2 separate regions of the Zea mays genome follow, and region 1 is linked to region 2. A link is a contact called in public Hi-C data. All regions are on one chromosome and are shown on one strand. Each heading gives the region's core, a stretch centred on a gene start, on an enhancer-like site or on the middle of the called end of the contact. The rest is flanking DNA. Distances are from core to core; before and after follow the strand shown.

The links. A called contact is a pair of places that touch in the nucleus more often than the background predicts.
Region 1: a Hi-C map of ear shows a contact between it and region 2, with 3 times the contacts expected there. The contact joins the promoter of LOC100191697 here to the enhancer-like site in region 2. A contact is called at or near these places in 7 of 25 Hi-C or Micro-C datasets (ear, leaf and tassel).

The regions. Positions count from the first base shown.
Region 1 is chr7:131,299,653-131,303,665 of Zm-B73-REFERENCE-NAM-5.0, reverse strand. LOC100191697 reads left to right here and starts at 2,634. Exons shown (of 8, transcript NM_001137126.1): 1 at 2,634-2,884; 2 at 3,012-3,333; 3 at 3,446-3,598; 4 at 3,753-4,013. The coding sequence starts at 2,664.
Region 2 is chr7:131,250,778-131,254,325 of Zm-B73-REFERENCE-NAM-5.0, reverse strand. No RefSeq gene overlaps it. Among protein-coding and RNA genes, the nearest start is that of LOC100191697, 48 kb to the left of the region's middle. Within about 2 kb of position 1,270, at least 20 of the 20 cell types and tissues checked have an H3K27ac peak or open chromatin away from gene starts, as enhancers often do. A contact at or near this core is called in ear, leaf and tassel, where this site is marked.

The DNA of each region.
Region 1 (4,013 bases), core at 1,385-3,884, 48 kb before region 2:
CTTAGCATAAGCTCTAATTCATCTTCTGCGTTGATAGATAGCAACTAAGGATATTTAATTTGCTTCAAAGTTTTGTATGACTAGCTACGTACTCCGGCCCATCTTTTCTAGAAGCAAGGCGTTTTTCTAGTGTTTCATTATACGATATAAAATTGTAATCATAAGTGAGTACTCTAGAGTATCAATCTAATAACAGAGTTTTTAATTTAATTTAGAAGTTATATCTCTCAGCAAGTTCAACGCAGTTCAACAACCAACATATAGATGGCCAACAGTGGCGTTTTGCTAGAATTTTTAGTGAGGTGTATCATAAGAATTTCATAAATACTTTAGTATAATTTATAATAATTTGGTATACAATTCAAAATATAAAGATAAGAATAGCATATGGCAATATAGGTTTAGCATTTAAGTCCATAAGCGTGCACATTACAATAAGCGCGTATATTAGAATGCAAATATAATATAAAATGTCTAAACATGCATTGTTTGAAGAAAAAATGTCTAAACATCAAACACAAAATACACTGGTATTAGGTTTTTTTCGAGGCATCGATTGACTGATGGTCTGGTGGGCGCTTAGGGTATGTCATGGCCTACCTGGACCACCCATTATTAGATATGCTCCTGATGGCCAAACGGACCGCACGCCACGACACTGGTATTAGCACTAATAGGCATTACACTATTATGCACTATTAATAACCGTGTCATATCGTGCCAGTAGTGCCTAGTCATCGGCCTAGACACGATACTATATGGCACTAACATCTAGTATTACCCGTACTAGTCCAGACACTATTTCACTCTAAGAGCTCAAAAGATTATAACATCTTTATAATTACAAAAATAATTTTAAAACATGAATAATCATAATAGTATAGAGTGGATTTATTATATTTAAAACCATAATAAACCATAATTCACAATCACATATCTTTAGATTACCACTTGGATTAAAAGTATCTAATCGTGTCGACCACTTAATCATGTCGTGCTCGTGCCAACACGATGTGTTGGGATGGCGGCCTAGATATGGCAAGGGCACTATATGAATCGTGCTTGTGTGTGCGGAAGTGCTACGAGTCGTGTCGTGCTCGTGCTTAGTAACGACTCATTTAGCATTGTCCACTTGCACACGTATAGTTCAACATAAATAACATTTGCACATGCAACGAGCGATAGCTTTGGAGCAACTCATCATTTCTTATGTTTTGCATCCTTGACTATGAACCTCATGCAAATAAAAGAGAAAAATGACCAATGTGGATTTCCATATAATGTACCGATGGGCAAGTAAATAAAGGTAGTGAGACATGAAATATATTTTTGGTGAGGTTGCAGTCATACTCTATATTCTCTTATTTTTATTGTCAAAATGAATAATATTTCTTTATATATATATATATATATATATATATATATATATATATATATATATATATATATATATATATGCGCGCATAAACATTCTAAAATATAGTGAGATCTAGTAGGGTTCAAGCTCCTCCCCTACCGTCGGCCAGTAGACTACCTATACCATTTTCTATTTCAAACTCTACTCTATAAATAGAGCAATTTACAGTATAAAACAATATTTTGCATGACCATTTACACGACCTTTCAGAGATGATCTAAGGAGATAAAAGATTTGCATGAGCACAAGAAGAGGGAATAGGAGAAGAACGAAGAATATGAGTATTTGGTGTACATAGGTCTGAAGCAAGATGAATGGAGAAGGGTGAATGGAAGCATGCCAGGTGCATATGAGTATTTGGTATACATGATGTATATATATATTAAATTATTGTCATCCAACTTAGAACTATATTGTTCCATTCCTCTCCTTTATTGCATAGAGAAGGATGCGGATGGTCGGGGTGTTATTTATAAAATAAACGGAGCAAAAAACGGTGGGTGATGGACGACCACGATTTAATATTGGCACCATACACACGAAAGGCTTATGTGCATATGAGATGTTCTTATGAAGAAGAGCCCAAGGGTTGCTTCTTATGTCCACCCAATATAATTTTTACATTCATTTTTATGGTCAATATAAAAGAACACCCACAATTTATAAAAAAATAGAAACATAAGGACTATGTGAGAGCACGTGGAAGGTCTAGGTGATTCCAAAATATCCTCTAATGTTTATAAATGTCGTATTTCTAGCTTTTTCCTAAGTCAACTATGCAATTTTCTATCGTGAATTCCTATAAACTCGTATTGTTTAACAACGTCCGAATTATATATTACGAAAATATTTTTTGAGTAACTCAAACGTAAATCTTATATAATGGTGAATTTTACAAATTCCGACAAAATTGATAGTCCGTATTGGACAAAACTAAATCAACAATCTATTAGAAAGAAATGGAGCGAGTATTAGAAAGCCGTCTGGAACTTATCCTCCCGCGTGCAAGTCGATCTTTGACTTTAAGCATGAGATTTGCCACTTGCCAGCAGCGCTCCTTGTATAAATACCACGCAAGGCGCTCGCTCGACCTCCACCATTCGAAAGATCCCTCCAGGAAAGATTTTTCTTCCCTCCTCCGACGCCCCAGCCCACCAACACACTCTATAAAGCAGCCCTCAGTCACACACAGAACGCACAAGCGCAAGCCGGGCAAGAAAACTCCGCAGGCCAGTCTGCGAGTTGGATGGCCTTCTTCTTGGCCCTCGTGTGCATCCTCATCTTGCTAGCCATCGCCTCCTACGTCCAGTACACTCGCTGGCAAAAGGGGAAAGGCCGCTTCGGCGGCCATGGGAGGTCTGCTCCCTTGAAGCTGCCTCCTGGCTCCATGGGCTGGCCTTACCTTGGCGAGACCCTCCAGCTTTACTCCCAGGACCCCAGCTTCTTCTTCGCTTCCAAACAGAAGAGGTTAGTCGCCGTAGGCAACTACTACTACTCATGCGGGCAGCGTGTTCGTCCTTCGTTCTGGATCCGCCCCCTTGTTCACAAGCTGCTAATGATTCGAACGGAACGACCATGCATGCCTTGTGTGCAGGTACGGCGAGATCTTCAAGACGCACCTTCTGGGTTGCCCGTGCGTGATGCTGGCGAGCCCGGAGGCGGCGCGGTTCGTGCTGGTGACGCAGGCGCACCTGTTCAAGCCGACCTACCCGCGGAGCAAGGAGCGCATGATCGGGCCGTCGGCTCTCTTCTTCCACCAGGGCGACTACCACCTCCGCCTCCGCAAGCTCGTCCAGGGCGCGCTCGGCCCCGACGCGCTGCGCGCGCTCGTTCCTGAGGTGGAGGCCGCCGTGCGGTCCACTCTCGCTTCCTGGGACGCCGGCCACGTCAGAAGCACGTTCCACGCCATGAAGACGGTAAGGAATAATAATAATAGTCAAGCATGCATGCGCGGCCAATTATATAATGTTGGAATGAATCGGGTGCTGAGAATTAATACGATTGTTTGCTTCTGTTGTTACGTTTCAGCTGTCGTTTGATGTGGGCATCGTGACGATCTTCGGCGGCCGGCTGGACGAGCGGCGCAAGGCGGAGCTGAGGAAGAATTACTCCGTCGTGGAGAAGGGGTACAACTCCTTCCCCAACAGCCTGCCGGGGACGCTCCATTACAAGGCGATGCAGGTGAGCACACACGCGACACGGCATTTACACAACCCATCCAACGCATTACACGTACGGTACGTCTCGGGCAACGGCAGTACGTACTGCCCTGCCCCTGGCACGCACGCATGCATGTGACGAAATCGCTGGACACCGTACCGTACGTACACCGTAGGCGCGGCGGCGGCTGCACGGCGTGCTGTGCGACATCATGCGGGAGCGTCGTGGCCAGGCCCAGGCGGCGGGCACCGGCCTGCTGGGCTGCCTGATGCGGTCCCGGGGCGACGACGGCGCGCCGCTCCTGAGCGACGAGCAGATCGCCGACAACGTCATCGGCGTGCTGTTCGCGGCGCAGGACACGACGGCCAGCGCGCTCACCTGGATCGTCAAGTACCTCCACGACCACCCCAAGCTGCTCGAGGCCGTCCGGGCGGAG
Region 2 (3,548 bases), core at 21-2,520:
ATGAACTTGGTAATTGTTGTTCGTACCTTGTAAAATCAGATTTCTCTGATTACATGAAGGAGCGCTGCTTGTGCGCTCTGCAATCGAACAAGGATTTCATCGTGATGATTCTGGCATAGCGTCTACCCATAATCCTTGTTCTTTCTCTCTATTTTCGTGAGCAAAAGTGCTGATAACGTGTTGAAATATACTCAGTGGTAAACCAGTAGAGAGACAGAAAGAATGACAGTTGTTTCTTTATTGCAGCAGGGGTTATGTTTATATACATATGAAGGGGTGAGTTCCCAAGGGATGTGTCCTTTGGGAATTATCTGTCGCGTCCCTTGGATTGATCACAAATACAATAATTTGTAACACAAACAATGGAGTGGTGGAACATGAAACTACAAAACCAGACGACAATGACTGGATGAGTAAAAATCCTAGTACGGACAAGTGACAGCTTGTTCGCTGCGGCTTGTTGCGGCTGCAATCCGGCTGCGGCTGCGGCTTCTACAGTATTTTTCTCTCTATGGATTGCAGCTGCAGCAATCCAAACAGCTGCAACAGTGTCGGCTTGTAGCCAGCCGAACACGCCCTTAGAAGAGCTGGTCACTGGAACGAAACCCAACCCCCGCAGCAGGAGTCCCCCCCACGCTGTCGAGTGAGTTGGCGCCCGTCCACCTCGCCGTCCCGCGACAAAGGGCGTCCATTGGAGTCCAGCTCAGGCTGACCCGGGCGCCGTACAGGCGCACAGTGCCCTGCCCTGCGCTGCGCCTCCCTCCACCGCACACGTCGGACGCGCGGCGCCGGAGCCGGCGGTTCGGCTTCCCCTTTCAGCCACATTCCTCCCGCCCCCCACGTCGCGCTCGCCGACATCAAGATCCGCGCGCACAAGGGTCCGCGTCCGCCCGGCCGGCCGTACGTGCGTGCGTGCAGTCCGGCGATTCGTCTTCGCGCTGCGGGTGGTCCGTGGTCGCGGGGCCGGCGCTGCGCTCGGCTCCAAGGCCAGCTAGCAAGGACGACGACGCGTCGGAAACAGGGACCAAACAATCTCCGGCGGCATTGACGGTTTGCCCGCCATCTGTCTTGCAGCACTGTAGCTAGTAGTTCAATTCAATGGGTACCATGAAAAAAATGCTGCCGGGCAGCGGCCGGGCATTCGGATCTGCCGTGGTCCGGGATCCCGAACTCATCCATTAGATTAGATGGCAGGTCCATGCACATGCCTATGCAGGTCACTGCAAAGATAGACAGCTCCTGCGCATCGACCCTACCAAAGCTGGCTTCGCCATCGCACTATCGGGCGGCTATGGGCTGTTCGGCTGGTCCTCTGTTTGCAGTTCAGCCCAAACTACAAGCTCAAGCATCAAGGGCCAGAGGCCCCTTCCCTGGGGTAAAAGCAAACGGGCCTCTCTCATGTATGTACTATGGGCTACAGGAAGGCCCAAGACGGGAGATGAATGCACGTGCGCTGCACGCGACAGGCGTATAGATGACAATAGGTAAATACCCACCGGGTATTACTACCTCATACTCATACCCACAATACAAAAATAACCCCACCGGATCACCCATATACAATGGCGGATATGGATTTACCCTCATACCCATAACCATGTGGGTATGAGTCACCCATCGGGTCACCCGTACCCACAAAAATTAAACAACTATCAAAATATTATACTATACAAATGTCAAGTATATCCATATAAATACCATTACAAATTTTTCTAGCATCATTTAACCATCCATTCAACACACCAAAGATAATTGGATAAAGTAGTAACACTATGATAATACTACATAGCACATTACATGTTCCATTACATGGTCATTAAATTGTTGTTAATAGTAAAAAAGTTGGATGACTAAAGTCCAAGTTCATGCTTCGGATAAGTTTATATTGGGTATTTTATACCCACGGGTTAACGGGTATGGGTGAAGGCGGAACGTTCTAATACTCGTTTACCCATTGGGTGAAGATTTTTGCCCAATAATAGACCTATGGGTAGAATATTTAGCCCACATACATACCCTAATGGAGTAAATACCCATCGGGTATCGGGTCGCGGGTACCCATTGCCATCTCTAGACAGGCGACACCGATCCCTCCGCCGCTCCAGCGCTTGTGCGCGCAGTTTGGTGGATCAATAAAAGAAGATTAAGGCCCACCGCTTATTTTTAGCTTAAAATATTTAAGCAGAAGTTGTGTCAAACATGCAGCTACATCAGCAGAAGCTATTTTTCACCGGTTCTCAGATAAATTGCTTTTTTTAATAAGCAGTAGCTATGCCAAATAGGGCCTAAAGATTTATTCGGTTGAAGTGAATTAAGGGAATTAAATTCCTCCTTATTCAAAGTTGAATACGAATAGATTTAATCTCCTTCGATTCCCACCAATCCCTCTCAAATAGAATAAGATCTGCCAATTAAATCCTCTTTTATTCAAGTTTGATTATGGAAGGATTTAATCTCTTTCAACCCTTTTCAATCTAGTAGCAATCGAACAAGCCATTGGATACAAATATTTCTTGTTCTATATTTGTTTCTATATTTTTTCAGATTTGAATTGGATACATATATTATTAAGTTGTGTTGGATAAAATTTAAATGGATATTGATATTTTAAATATCTAACTTTGAGAATTCGGATATAGAAAAACATCGAATACAGATCAGATACTAAGTATCCAAACTCGAATACGGATTGAATCTTAATCATCTTAGATAAATCGAATTCAAATATGGACAAATAATATATGTACCATTTACGTCATAACGTCGTGGAGCAGTACAATGGAATTGCGGATCGTCACGAACGTCGACATGGTTCCCACGGCAAGCCGGCGACATAAATTTGAATGTAGTTTTGATGTAGTATGTCGGTTTTTATGGTGGTGTTCTTAGTTTTGCTGGTGTTCTAATTTTTATCTTTAGTACTGTTTTTCCTCAGTTTTACCATTCGCTATAGAGCAAAAGGACAAAACTGAACGAAAAATACGATTAAGGATAAAAACGAGGAAAGTAGCAAAACTAAAGGTATGAATTTTAACGTAAGCCTTAAATTATGTATTTCGAGCTAATTTGATTTGTTTAGGATAAAAAAATCTCATCTCCAACAATTAGGCCTCAAAACCAGTTGTTCGCAACTTTCCAGGTTTCTTGTTCCGTCGTTCCCACCTTGCGCGGCAGCTACACCCGCAACAACGTCGTCCTTTGATCGTCCATGTTTTGCTGACAGCTAGAAACCATGGCGTTCACGTGATCCTGCATTCCTGCAGATTGAGCAGTTGACTGGCCGATCAAACATCGTGTAACGTGTATCACCATGTGCACGTGGTCAGTGGTGTACTAGTTGAAGACCAGAGGTGGTGCGGAGGGTGCGGCCACACCAGGTCCCAAAATACAGAGAGTCCCCTAGCCACTGGACGTTAGCAATTTTTCCTGTTAAATCTATCTATTCTAGACACAAATACGTAAAGTGTGATGCGCTATCGACCAGTCTTGTTTAAATTATTAAACTAATGTCTCAATTACTTATTGAATACTCCATCCATTTCAAAATA